2 separate regions of the Zea mays genome follow, and region 1 is linked to region 2. A link is a contact called in public Hi-C data. All regions are on one chromosome and are shown on one strand. Each heading gives the region's core, a stretch centred on a gene start, on an enhancer-like site or on the middle of the called end of the contact. The rest is flanking DNA. Distances are from core to core; before and after follow the strand shown.

Region 1 (6,925 bases), core at 4,112-6,611, 340 kb before region 2:
GCCCTCCCCGATGCGTATAAAGGAAGGGCCACGCCTCGTGACCACTGTGCGCCGCCATAGGTAGAGAAACTCATATCCGACATCGGTGATCTTGTGCCTGGGAATCTCCTCTTGGGTCAGGATGTATCGCGAGTGGTTGGTGAGGTCGTTCGTGGACTCGACGGTAGGGTTCGACCATCAGGGCGATGTTGAATGCTCACCGGAGCCGCTGAGCCGCCGTGATTCCGCCTGATTTCGTGGGCAGAGCTCCTGCGCGTGCGATTACCGGTAAGTTTTCCCCCATTGTAATCGCGAAAGTATGAATTCCGTTTTGCGCACTTTTTGGTGTCGGATGGGCCATCGTGCACGCTGACGGCGCTCCTCCGGTGAGAAATCACCATGGATAGGGCACTATCGTCGTACTCCGCTGTCGGGGTTGCCAGGGACCTCTGTGTCGTTCGATCTCAATTCGGCGCGTAGGATTAGATCCATGCATCGTTTCAGCCTGGGCTCCTCACTGACGTCGATCTCTGGCGGGGGAAATCCAAGCCGTTCCCTAACCTTTAAATGTTGTAGCCTTGATCGCCGATCTAGCGATCCAGATCGCGTACCCCTTCGTCGTCATATCAGGTCCATCGGATCGAGATCGGATGGCCCATGCGTGTCCAGATCTTTTCAGCCGAGCAGATTTACAAATGAAACCCCATGGTTTCCAGTTTTCAACCCGCAGTCCTCTCTAGGTGTTCACTGAGTCTAGGAAAACTTGCGAGCTAGCCCCTGCACTTTCCAGAAATTGGCGCGCAGTCCAGAGAGAGAGAAAAAATAGAAAAATAATTAGGGAAATTGATTTTTAGTACAAAAATAAATTCATAAACTTGTTTAATTCATATTTAATTCATTCTAACTCCTAATTAACCCATTTCAGTTTCTATAATTTTGTAATATTATTGTTTATCATTTAGTTCCACTGTTTTGACATAAAAGCCACATTAAAATTGTTATCTTAATTAATCTTGTACAAAGCACATAAAATCTTTAGAAATCCATAACTTAAAATCTATAACTCCAAAATTAATAATTCATGTTCCTGTTATCTTATTTCAATATGTAGATCATTATTATGTATTTTGCATATATGTTTGGTGTAATATTAATTTTGCCTATATACTGTTTGTTTGTAATGCTACGACTAGCGCGAGGTAACGAGAACCTGAAGAGCAAGTTCGTACCTGGAATTTCAAGTCCCAGGCAAGTTGTGCCCTTGATCACTTCTTTTTACCCACTCATGTTCTAATTAATCATAATGATCTGCATAGGTTAATTTTGATGGGACCCAATAGGTTACCCTAGTTTGTCTATCTTTATACCTTGTTTATCACTGAACTTTTTGGGTAGTACTTGCTAGTGCTTTATGTGGTTTTGGGTATGAAGATACATTATTCATGATCACACTTTTATTATCTGTTTATAATTACTGTTCATGATAAGATCATTATGTTAATTGGAACATGGAGCGACCACCCGGGAAAACAGTGCTACCACAAGGGTTTAATGGGACGCCCTTGGCTGATTAATTAGGAAAGCTAGTGGAAGTCTACCTTACCCGAAAGGGGCAAGGGCAGTAGGGGAGTGGTCAGTGTAGGGAGGCCCTTGGGATGATTTTGCTGCGATGGCAGACATGCGAGGGGTCCCTGCATTAGAGCTTCCTATAAACTGTAGCGGGATTTCTGAAGCTAGTGGAACTTTGTAAAGGCCTCGTAGTGTTACCCTACCTCGCCTCCTCGGTAGAGGTGTATGAGAAGTCGCGATCCTTGGCAGATGGGTAACATGACTTGTGGGTAAAGATGCGCAACCTGTGCAGAGTGTAAAACTGGTATACTAGCCGTGCTCACGGTCATGAGCAACTCGGACCCTCACATGATTAATTTATGGAACTAAATTCAATTTGTCATATGCATTGCATCGCAGGTGATGTTATTACTTTTGTTCTACTACTTAATTGGGTTTGGTATTTACTTATACTTAGTAATTACTAATAAAATTTTGACCAACTTTAAAAGCAATGCTCAGCTTCAACCATCCTCTTTGGTAAGCCTTACACTTCACGTGAGCTCCCACCTTTGGCAAGTTCATGCACATTATTCCCCACAACTTGTTGAGCTATGAACGTATGTGAGCTCACTCTTGCTGTCTCACACCCCCCACAGGTCAAGAACAGGTACCACATGATGAGGCGCATGGAGGATGCTGCGTTGTGTTCGTGAGAGGTCTAGGCCGTCGTCTCCCAGTCAACTTTGGGTTGCTGGACCGTTGTCTCCTTATAATGTAATTATTTATTTTGTATAGAACTTCTATTATATAGTAAAGATGTGACATTCGATCATGTGCCATGATTCATCATATGTGTGAGACTTGGTCCCAGCACACCTGGTGATTATGTTCGCGCCCGGGTCTTGGTGTCCCAAAATCCGGGTGTGACACTGATCCACCCATATATGGGGACCTCTAATCTCCACCTTATTTTAATTACATATTTCTTTATAATATTAATCCTCTTTAAGTATTGTTACCTAATAACAATATGTATTGTGATAGTATAAATACTCTATGATTTTTTAAAACTTAAAAAATTGATGAAAAATGATAAATAATTGAATTATACTACTTTCGTTCAGAAATGTAAAATTTTAAATTAAACACAAACTACCTTAAGTGATAAAATAAATCACAACAAAATAAATAATTACTTATTATTTTTAATAAGATGGGTGACCAATTTTTTTTTTTAAAAAAGTCAATGATGTCTTATATATGGTGAAAATATCTTTTGGAACGATATAGTAAAATATAATAGAAAATATAGACAGAAGAAAATTTTGTAGGAGTGGTTGGAGATGGTGTCACTGTAATACAGGAGAGCGCTGCAAGGTTGGAAAACTGGACAGACAAATCAGCTCATCACTCCTTAGCTTAGATCCCAATGTCAGCAACGGTCACGGGCTCACGGCAGGTACAAAAAATGAGGACTTCCGTTACGGCATGCTACCATTCGAGTTGTTGGGTTGTTGACTTTGATTAAAACCAGCTATTCTGAATACTGTAGCTATAATCTAGAGACAAAACAATGTAGAAGTGTTAGAAGCTGATACATGTTAAATCCAAGCGAACAAGCTAAATTTTTGCGCTGGACGGTGATGTATGTTATATCTGGAGTTGGTTAGGGTTGGATTATTTGGTGCCAGCTATCCAGATCGAGACTGTTTGTTTGACTTTAATTTGTATCAGATTCTATTGCCTGTACAATATTTTTTTATTGCAGTTGCACGAGTCAAACAGTCAGCTTTAATTCGAACGGAACATATATGATTTAGCATTGCCGTATCTTTTCTGCATTGGGAAAAATACCTTAGGACGACGAGAACAAGACGACGCGGTGTCCGTACTCGTTGCGGATCGAGTCAAGACACTCCGTTTACATCATGTATGTGGTAACGATGCAAGGCACAGCTAGCTCCGGTAAGTGTGAGAAGGAAATGGAAGACAAAAGGGGTGTTTGGTTGCCCCTGCTAAAGTTTAGCCCGGTTCACATCAAGCGTTTGACTTTTAAATAGGAGTATGAAATATAGACCCAACCAACTGGACTAGATTCGTCTCGTCTTTTAATCTTCGGCTGACAAATTAGTTTTATAATCCGACTACATTTAATACCCGAAACGGAGGTTCAAACATTCGATGGGACAGGGGCTAAATTTTAGTTTGGGGTAACCAAACACCCCCAAAGCATAGATGGCTCCGGATGCGTGATGGCAGTATATTCAGTGCGTGGCTGTCGGTTGCATACTAGTTGCAGGGTTCTGTATTATTATATGATGTGACGCGTGCAGGTGCAGGGATGGCCAAGATTAAGCGCAAACTGAACTCTCTCGGGGCAAACCGAAGTACCGAACCCGGAGCATATATTTAGGCAGTTCATCCGATAGCCTTTCTGGAAAATGACGAGAGCGAGAGCAAGCAAATTAGGGCAAACAAGGGGAGTATAGTTAGACGCAAAGAAAAACCACTCTAGCTGAGTTTGTTAGATGACTTCAGTAACAGTCCTCGGATCCTGAGTTCGATTTCCCTCTTGTAACTCCTTGTACCCAATGCTAAATCATATAGACATATACTAGTTCTAAGGCTAGCTCAGTCTTACATGACTCCAAAGTCCAAAGCATGGCTAAACGAGGACTGAAGGCCTGGGCCAACCAGTCCAGCACTGCCACAACGCCTTTCCCATCAAATCAGATTTTGGGCCTTGCTTCAGGAAATATACTAGCCCTTATATGAAGTAAATAAATACAGGGCCTCCTCCTCCTCCTCCTCAATAAAACGATTTCGTGACCACCCGACGCTAAGAGCCCAGTATGCTTCTGTTGAGGAGGCCTCCAAGATTGATGGGAGGCCCAAATGTACTACATCTTTTTTTTTTTCCTATCTCGACGAATCCAGACTATCCAGTAAAGCCCCCGCTCGATCGATGGAAGGAAACCACAGTGCTCTAGTGTCTAGACGCTTCGATAGTTCGACGTTGACGATAAGGCATGTAGGTGCTCCAAGATTGATGTCTGATGATAGCAATAGAATGGACACGTGTTACAAATCGAACGGAGACTGTACACTGTACTATTGCTTCTCTACAGTCGGCTGGAGGGATTTTCTCCCACCCTGAGAAGCACACTGGATCGTTGGACCCCATTGAACCATACCAACAGCCGGGGATTAGTGCCGCCAGCAAGCCGACCTAAGTAACCCACCCGAAATGACGTTACTGTCATATTGCATAGTACTGCGCCACTATTATGAGTCATGGAAGCGATCACACCCGGACGTACAGCGACAGGCAGGGCACACGGACACACAGATCCTCGAATCACGCGAAAGCAAGTCGCGATCACCATAAACCGATGAACAAACAGGTCATCCCGGTGGCGCGCACTCGTCAAGGCGTCACCGGTCTGCGACAAGGGTCGGAGTCGGGCCACGCTACCGCCCATGCTGCACCCTTATCGCCAGCTGGGGAGACAGAGGGAGCGAGAACCGACGGCCGTTCCAGGCCCTGTGCCTACTCCTCCCGTAGTCCTGCTCATAGACGGGAGTCATCGTCACCGGCCACTGGCCAGACGAGACGAGGTCCGTCCAGCCGTACGTTCAGTCAGATCAGGAATAATCGTCGTGTGGGCTCGAACCGACGCATAAAATTCTAGAGAGGCCGCGCGCGCACGGCGCACCACAAGTCCTCCTCCGGTCTGCGTCTGCCCCAAGCACAACGGAAGCGCGCATTTATTATTCTGTATATATAAGCTCCCCACCACCACCACCACCACCACCTTTCTCCTCACTGCCTAGACGGAAAAGCATCGCGCGATCGCCACTGCTCCCCCCAGAGCCAGTCAGCCAGCCAGCCAGCGGCGCACGAAGGAACGCACGGTGCACTTCCGTTCCGTCTCATCGTCATCAGCTATGCATCGCCCGCGCAGCCATCGTCTCTGCCGCTCGCGCGTCGCCGCAGCTGTTTCCGCCGCCATCATCATCGGTCTAGGCGCGGCGGGCGTCGGCGAAGCGGCCACCGGCACGTTCATCTACGCCGGCTGCTCGCCGTCCAAGTACCAGCCGGGCACCCCCTTCGAGGCCAACCTGGAGTCGCTCCTGGCCTCCATGGCCGGCGCGGCGCCCAAGGCCGGGTACAGCAGCTTCACGGCGGGTGCCGGCGGCGTTGGCAACGGCACGACGGCGTACGGGCTGTACCAGTGCCGCGGGGACCTGGCGGGGGCCGACTGCGCGGCGTGCGTGCGGGACGCGCTGGGCCAGCTGGGCCAGGTGTGCGCGGCGGCGTACGCGGCGTCGCTGCAGCTGGAGGGCTGCTACGTGCGGTACGACGGCACCGACTTCCTGGGCACGCCCGACGCCGCCATGGTGTACCGCAAGTGCAGCACCAGCAGCAGCAGCGACGGCGAGTTCCTCAGGGACCGGGACGCCGTGCTCGCCGGGGACCTGCTGCAGGGCGGCGCGGCCAATAATGGTAGTAGTAACGGGTACAAGGCGGGCAGCTCCGGAAGCGTGCAGGGCGTGGCGCAGTGCCTCGGCGACCTCGCGGCGCCCGACTGCGCGGCGTGCCTGGCGCAGGCGGTCGGCCAGCTCAAGGGCACGTGCGGCACCGCCCTGGCCGCCGACGTCTACCTGGCGCAGTGCTACGTCAGGTACTGGGCCGACGGCTACTACTTCCGCCCCACACAAGGTACTGCGAACTACTGAATTCATTTTCCAGCCAAAAAAATAATTGCACGCAGTTTTGCGCTTGCGTTTGAGTACCACCACCTGGTGCGGGGTTACTTAGGTTGTCCGCAACATACGGTGGAAAATACTAGAGGATTTACACGGTAGATTACGCTGTTTTGCAGAATCGAGTTTGAAATAAAGGTGTAATAAGATAGCTGCTAGAGACACGTCTGACAATTTGCTGACTCGAGTTGCAGCGAGAATTGATTCCAGTAAGCGATAGGTAAACTTCCCAAAGTTTGTAACAAAGAGATGAGGCAGAATATGTCCTTCACACCCTTTTCCTCCCTATGGCCTATGGGCATGCCACCTTTTTGTCCCTACGGGATTGCCAAATGCCAATAGATGGCGATCAGGACGAGAATGTCCGAGGCCTTTGCAAACTAGGCGAGTAATCCCACAGCAAAGCTCACTCCCAAATGACTTAGTTTTCAGTCAAATCAGTAGCGGCTCCAGCAAAATCCGGGCCATTGTATTAATCTGGGGTTTGGCTATGCTAATCATCCCGGAGTTTGTAGTGGACCGCACATTTACAACTGGACCTAGTATAATCAGGTAGAATAGATGCTTTGGAGTGACAATACATTAATTCTTTGACCCCCAAAAAAAGGACCAAAAGAGTAAATTTTGA
Region 2 (6,753 bases), core at 4,017-6,516:
TGATGTTTTGCGCTGCTCCGGAACAGCAGTCGCTCCCTTATCTCCTTGAAGGACTGGAGCTCCTCAAGGGCGTCAGATGTCCTGCGGGACGTGACCGAGCTTGCTGAGGCTACTTCGCTGGACTCGGCCCTTGATATCTGTGATGAATTGCTAGGATTTCGCAGCGGGCTGGCATTTCTCAGCAGGTTGACTAGAGAACCTACTTGTGCGTCTTGAGATTTATGGGATGATGAACCAACCTGATCACCTGTTTCCTTCCCATCAATTCTCCTATATAATCCACATAGATATAATTAGATTCCTAATATATTCAACAATGCAAATAATATCCATACGAGGTGGTCCATAAACAAAAAAGCAATTTTCTCAATAGATTTGTTAAGTTACATGTACCAACCAGTTCAACCCGACCCGAAAGCTCCCTCACGGCAGCCGTGAAATAAGAGCGGGCAACAATTATTTTATTTGATTATGCTAACCAGGATTCGAACTCGAGACCTCCGGCTAACATGTACCAATAAGTTCAACCCAAAAGCTTAAATTGATGGGGAGAGGTGGACAATTCACTTGTATTCCAACAAGATTATATGTATTGCTGTTGTAGGGAGTTATCAAAAGGCCAAAAGGAACTGACCGATGCTATAAAGTCCACTCAGTAACCTTGCTAAGAATAAATATAAACCACAAGCTATTGAGCAACAAGTGTTGCCTGCATACCACATAGTACACACTTGCAAAATTTGCCACTACATAGTCACAGATCAAGATGACTAGCAATAACATAAGTGAAATTTATTTAAAAATATATATAACTCAATGAATTGTTAAAGTGAACTTAATAGCAACATACGTAATGTGACATATGGATGAAATTAAATGTTTTTTCACAGTTAGCCAAAAAAATACAAAACGATACGGCCACTTCACTAGAACACAATGAAGTACTTGGTCCCAGATGAAATTCAACAAACACAATGCCTTCCACTCAAAATAGAATAACAAACTTGCAAAATGAAGACGGTTATAGCTTTTTTCATCTTTGCATATAATGTATATGCTTACATTTGTATTTCAGAGTTACTGCTGCATGCAGACCCTAAGGGCTGTCACTACAGACAGTTTACATGGATTAGAGCATCTCCAAGATAACACTAACAAATTCTTCCCCAAAAACTTTTATTGGGGGCTGTTGGAAAAAAACTCCCAAAAATGTGTACACCCACAGCAGAATGCTAAAAAATTGACTCTAAAATTTTTAAAAAGGAATTCATGGGCTAGGGAGCTTTAATAGGCCACAGCAACAGCATTCTCCACCGTAGGCTGCTGGATTGCGCGTGCTAAGGATTGGGGAGAGTTCGGCTCACGCATATATGCGGGAACCATAGTCGCCTTTGTGGGAAGCCGAAAAAATGAGGAAAAGATTAGCAGTCTGTTGGAGGTTAGAAAAGTGGAGTTTTGGCGCGAAAAATTCTATTCGGGTTGGTATACGGCATCTCTTGGAGTTGCTCTTACTACCCACAGTTCTGTGGGCTGGGTGATAAGCCTCCTTATTAGTTCGTCAATTATAGGTTATTAGCCAAGAGAATCAGTTTAAGTGATAATAATAATATTAGAGTGGATATCAATTAAAGCTATGATTCAAGTATTAGACATGTTTTTCACATAAGATTAATACTGGTTTCATAGGGGGAGTAAAGTTCTATAAAAGGGTTGCTAGCACATCAGCATTCATCAAGCAATAAGAAATCCAATCTATGGGTCTCCCTTTTACATGCTCTTGTGGTAAGACTGGTCACTGTTGGAATATAATATAAGTGAATTGCTCACCTCCTCCTATTAGTTTAAGGTTTTGGATTGAACTAGTTGGTACATGCAACTTAATATGGTATCAGAGGCAGATGTCATGAGTTCGAATCCTGACTAGCGCAATTAAATAAAATAATTGTTGTTCGCTCCTATTACACGTCTGAGACACAAGAGAGGCTCGACGTGAAGGAGAGTATTGGAATATAATATAAATGAATTGTCCACTTACTCCTATCAACTTAAACTTTTGGGTTGAACTAGTTGGTGCATGCAACTTAATAGTCACAACAATTAGGCTCAGGGCCATCTAGGATTGGTTCCTCACAGATACAACAATGAAAGAATGCTTCCAGCAGCAGACTCAAAGTCTCAAATTAATTGTCATCTGATTGTCCCAGACTAATTTCCCAGCACACTTTGTTGTACAATAAAATGAAAAAAAAACTTTGCTTAATCAAATACTGTAGGCACTTTCCTCTTGCCAAGGTTCTAAATCCTCATAGTAACATCAATCCCATAATGTGCAGAACTTTAACAAGATCAATCATGTGTCTACATGAAAGAGCTGAAAGCTTATACATGCCAACAATATAGCTCTAACATTCTTTAACAGCTAGATAAACAAACAATTAGCTACCATTAAATTTCTACAGACAAAGAATAATACATGAAATTGATATCTCCAATGAATTTTGTGCACTACCACATGACTGTAGTCAGTCTATCTATATGAAGGGAAGTTATCACTGTGCTACTGCCCATTTCAAAAGAAGTATGAAATTTAACTGAGGTGTGCATTCTATAGTCAGAACCAGATGAAGCCAATAGGGTTGAATTTATAAAACTCACACACCAAAAATGACCATAAAGGATATTATTTAAACATACCGAGGTTGGGAGACTGGAGTATCAACATCATCAACGTCGAAATGGTAATCCACATCATCCAGATCATCTTGCCGTGGTGAATCGCATGAGGAGAGTGCAGAGAATCTGCCAGATCCATCTTTAGTGTCCTTGCCCTGCATATCCACCAAACAGTGTCAATTGAGGGAAACAGAAACAGATCAACTTAATCATTCTCAAACTGGTAGAGTGCCTTTTCAATTGATAATTAAGATCCAATAGACTGCAAAGAGTAAAATCACCATGTCATTAAACATTTCTTCATATTCCAACTTATTAATTACAACATGCATTTTTACAAGTATCAAGGATCACTGAACCTGTACATAAAAAATAGCAGTATTCTTGCAGCATGTATAAAAAATAGCTAAATTGAATATCTTATGGATTATTGCTTCAACACAAGACTAGGTGTCTTTGTATGTGCCAAGAAATCTTCAATCAAACATGGTAATGAGTGAAGTTTGGTACAAATAACATATCAAGAAACTTGAAGCCAAAGTTTAGGTTCAAAATTCAACCGGTTTGCAGTTTAATCGGTTCTATAAATATATGCAACGCGAAAGGGCCTCTAGCGTAATGGTTAAGACTTCCAAGTGGCACCTCCAGGTCCTGAGTTCGATCCCCCTCGGGGGCAAATTTTGGGCTTGGTTAAAAAAATCCTTTCGATGTGTCCCGCCCGCTCCCGGGTTACATCCTGCGCCTGCGCGCCACCCTCCGGCTGGGCCGTTGCAGAGGTGGGCGGTGACGGCCCGCTATTGATTGGGGGGGGGGGGGGGGGCAGAGTTTGTGGATTTTCTCAGCCGGGACCATTATTTCGGTCTCTTCTTAATATAAATACCGGGATGACGGTCTTTCCCTCCCCAACCGAGTTTTTTATAAATACATGCAACCATGATAATTGGACTGTGAATAATTGATTTTTGTTATTTTGTAAGTATCTGCTCCACCTTGCTCAAAAAATGAAGTGGTGTCATGAGCCTGTCAAATATGATACTGTTAAACTAAATTTAGTAATGAACGAACAAAGATTACTTATCCCATAGCTAACTCAGAGCCAATACATATATACAGATCATTCTAGTTGATCAGGACATCAGGTATCCTACTGTCCAAGCTCTCCATGTCAAAAAGATCCAATCTTGCACTCGAAGAATTGAAGTTCACACACAAGTATGACAGCTGAACATATAAGTAGAGTCATGAAGCACCTTATGTCTGGGTGACGAGGTCACATATGGATCAGCTATCCGAAGTTCCTCCATCCTCCCAATCAACCGGCCACTCTCAGATGGAGACTGTAGAGCACCTGCTGCCCTCATGTCTCCTCTTCTCGTCGAAGGTGGTGGTAGCATATTCTGGCGGTGTGCAGGGCTCCTCCTCTCGCTCACCTGTGGTATGGGCATTGGTGCAGACTCCCACCTCATGAGACGGGGTGGAAAGTGGGGAGGCGATGGCGTCGGTGACGCGTAAAACACTGGAGGCGGCGAGAACCTGGCCTGGTGTGCCGGCGTGTGCGACCAGAACACAGGCGAAGCCCAGCTGTGCGGGCGCTGCTGCTGATTAGATGGTGGGAAGCCGGAGCCCGTGGCTTCTGTAAGCGAGGCCGGGAAGGCGCGCATGGGCTCAGCGGCTGGGCTGCCGACGTAGTCTGGGATTATCTTGGAGGGCGAAAGGGAGGTGATCTCGAGGTTGAAGGCGGCGAGGCTGGGAAGGTACTGGACGGAAACGACGAGGCGGCCGAGCTGGGTTTCGACGGGAACAAAGCGTTGGGAACGCATGGCGGCCTCCTGGGGGCGCGAGAAGGGCTCGGCGAAGGTGTCGACGCGGTGGCCCATCTCGTAGTTGTAGGAGGGATTGGCGCAGAGGAGGCGGAAGATGCGGTACGCCGGGAGGACGCGGAGCACGGCGTAGACGGACCTGAGCAGCGTGAAGCAGTGCTTGTACGCCCGGTTCACGGCAACCTCCTCGCCGCCCGCGGCGTCCGGCCAGGGCTCGCACGCCACAGTCCACCTCTCCACCACCTCCCCTCGGGCTCCCACACTACCGGCGGGGCTCAGGAGGACGTCCACCACCAGCGGCTCCCCGGGGACCAGCTCGTCCAGGCGGTCAGCCGCCTCGGGCGGCGGCGGCGGGTCGTGGAGCGGGAGATGGAACCACCTGTCCCTCCGCCTGAACGACGCCGCCGCTGGCGCCGCGAAGGCGTGCGGGCGCGGCGTGCGCACGGCGAGGACGGCGTGGAGCACCTTGAGGTGGAACTGCTGCACCATCAGCTCCGCGCCCGCGCGCACACCCCCAGCGGAGTCGGACATCCCGGACATTGCCAGCGACGCCGAACCCAAACCGCCCCAACACCTGCCGAGCCCTCGTCGTCGCTCAAGCTCTGGTCCAAGCTGCTGCCGCGCGGCATGACTGGCGCTCGCGGCAGTAAGACTGCATAAATCTGATCGGCTGGTGATTGGAATTGGAGAAGTTGTTGTGCTTGGGATCGGAGCGATCGTTAGATCTGCACGCTAAGCGGAGGAGCGGTTGGAAGAGTTGGGGATTTGGCTGTAGGAGATAGAGAAGGAGAGGGGGTGTTTATCTGCAGGGAGGATTTTGGGTTAATACGTCGCTGTTGGTGTTATCATGATGGAATTATTATCGCGGTGAAGACGAACACAAGTGATTTTTAGTCTCTGGTAAATGTGACATTCAAAATTCTAATCTGTCATCAATTATCCAGAACTAAGCTGCTGTTTGGTTCAGCACCCTGGACGATAATGGGAATGGAGTTTTACGCGTCAGTGACGTCATCGCCTTAGCGACCTCCTTCAGCCCCAAATCACTCCAAGAGCGTACACAACTCCGATACTCTGTGATAACGCAGTTTTGTGATTCTAGTGAGACCCGATCGTGGTTTTGAGCCGTTTTCTTTAGACATTTGTGTTTGCGTTCTTGTGATCTTTTTTTTATAACGTTGTATTATGGCGTTTGCTTTTGTATTTGTAGTCTCTCCTCCTTTCTTGTGCTCGAGATTGTAACTTGGATTCGTGTACGACTCTGCAAAAGACTTCAATTTGTGAAGATTTCTTGCCAAAGGGATACATATCGATAAGGAAGACTGTGGTACTCAAGTTCGATCATGTGATCACTCAAGAGGGGTTGAAAGCAACCCTTGTGTTGGCGTCAACCTGGGTGCTAAACACCGGGAGATGAACTGTCTGACGGTGCTATGTGGAAGCGTGGATGGTCCGTGGCCCTGAGCCGGACGGTCCGCGACCTACGCGCAGGAGTGGCTCCTTCTCTGCGTACGTCTGGACGGTCCGCGCCTAGGGTTCGGACGGACCACGATGGCGCAGAGGGTCGTCTTCTTCGCAGCAGATCAAGATCCTGTCTCCCAGAAGGGACCTCGTATAGAAGGAGATAACATATTGTGTGCCTTGGGGTCGGCAGACCATCCAACGTAAAACTGAAGAGATGTAAAAATTTGAGGTAGAGGAATGATAAACTAGGACTACTCCTAATGCATAAGATAAAAATAATAAGTAAAATTGATTAGATCAATTGGTGCTCAACACCTTATCTACAGGACCACTAGGGCTAGACAAAATACTCATGGCTCGTAAGCTCCCTTGTTTCGTGGTCAGCTCGACTCGGATCGGCTCATTTGAATTTTTTCACGAGCTGAGCTGACATCCTAGCTCGGTTTGTTGACGAGGCAGCTCGGTTTGTTAACGGGTCAGCTCATGAGCTAAACGAGCTATCACATTTCAGCAAAACGAAACTATATATATATATATAGTTATAGTATTAGGAGCCCTGGGCTCTCTCTAATTAGATGAAGCCCTGATCCCCACTCAATCGGTCGACCAGGTGCTTCAAGCATACCACCTATTCTATCCAATATAACATCATCTTTACGCTTTGTTGTACATAAGTTTACGTTTGTTTTCTATAACACCATCGTATAAAATGGATCACTCTATCCGACCTTCCTGACAGCGGCTGTGCGCAAGAAAAAATAGGGTTTCGGTGGCGGCAGTTGTACCTCCACTCACG

Evidence for each region. Hi-C and Micro-C count contacts between places; a contact is called where the count stands out from the background.
Region 1: a Hi-C map of leaf shows a contact between it and region 2, with 7 times the contacts expected there. The contact joins the promoter of LOC100281835 here to the promoter of LOC100275582 in region 2. A contact is called at or near these places in 4 of 25 Hi-C or Micro-C datasets (bundle sheath, ear, leaf and 1 more).

The regions. Positions count from the first base shown.
Region 1 is chr2:24,042,007-24,048,931 of Zm-B73-REFERENCE-NAM-5.0, reverse strand. LOC100281835 (secretory protein-like) reads left to right here and starts at 5,361. Exons shown (of 3, transcript NM_001154755.1): 1 at 5,361-6,253. The coding sequence starts at 5,479.
Region 2 is chr2:23,704,524-23,711,276 of Zm-B73-REFERENCE-NAM-5.0, reverse strand. LOC100275582 reads right to left here and starts at 5,266. Exons shown (of 3, transcript NM_001371691.1): 1 at 3,924-5,266; 2 at 2,695-2,828; 3 at 1-270. The coding sequence starts at 5,033.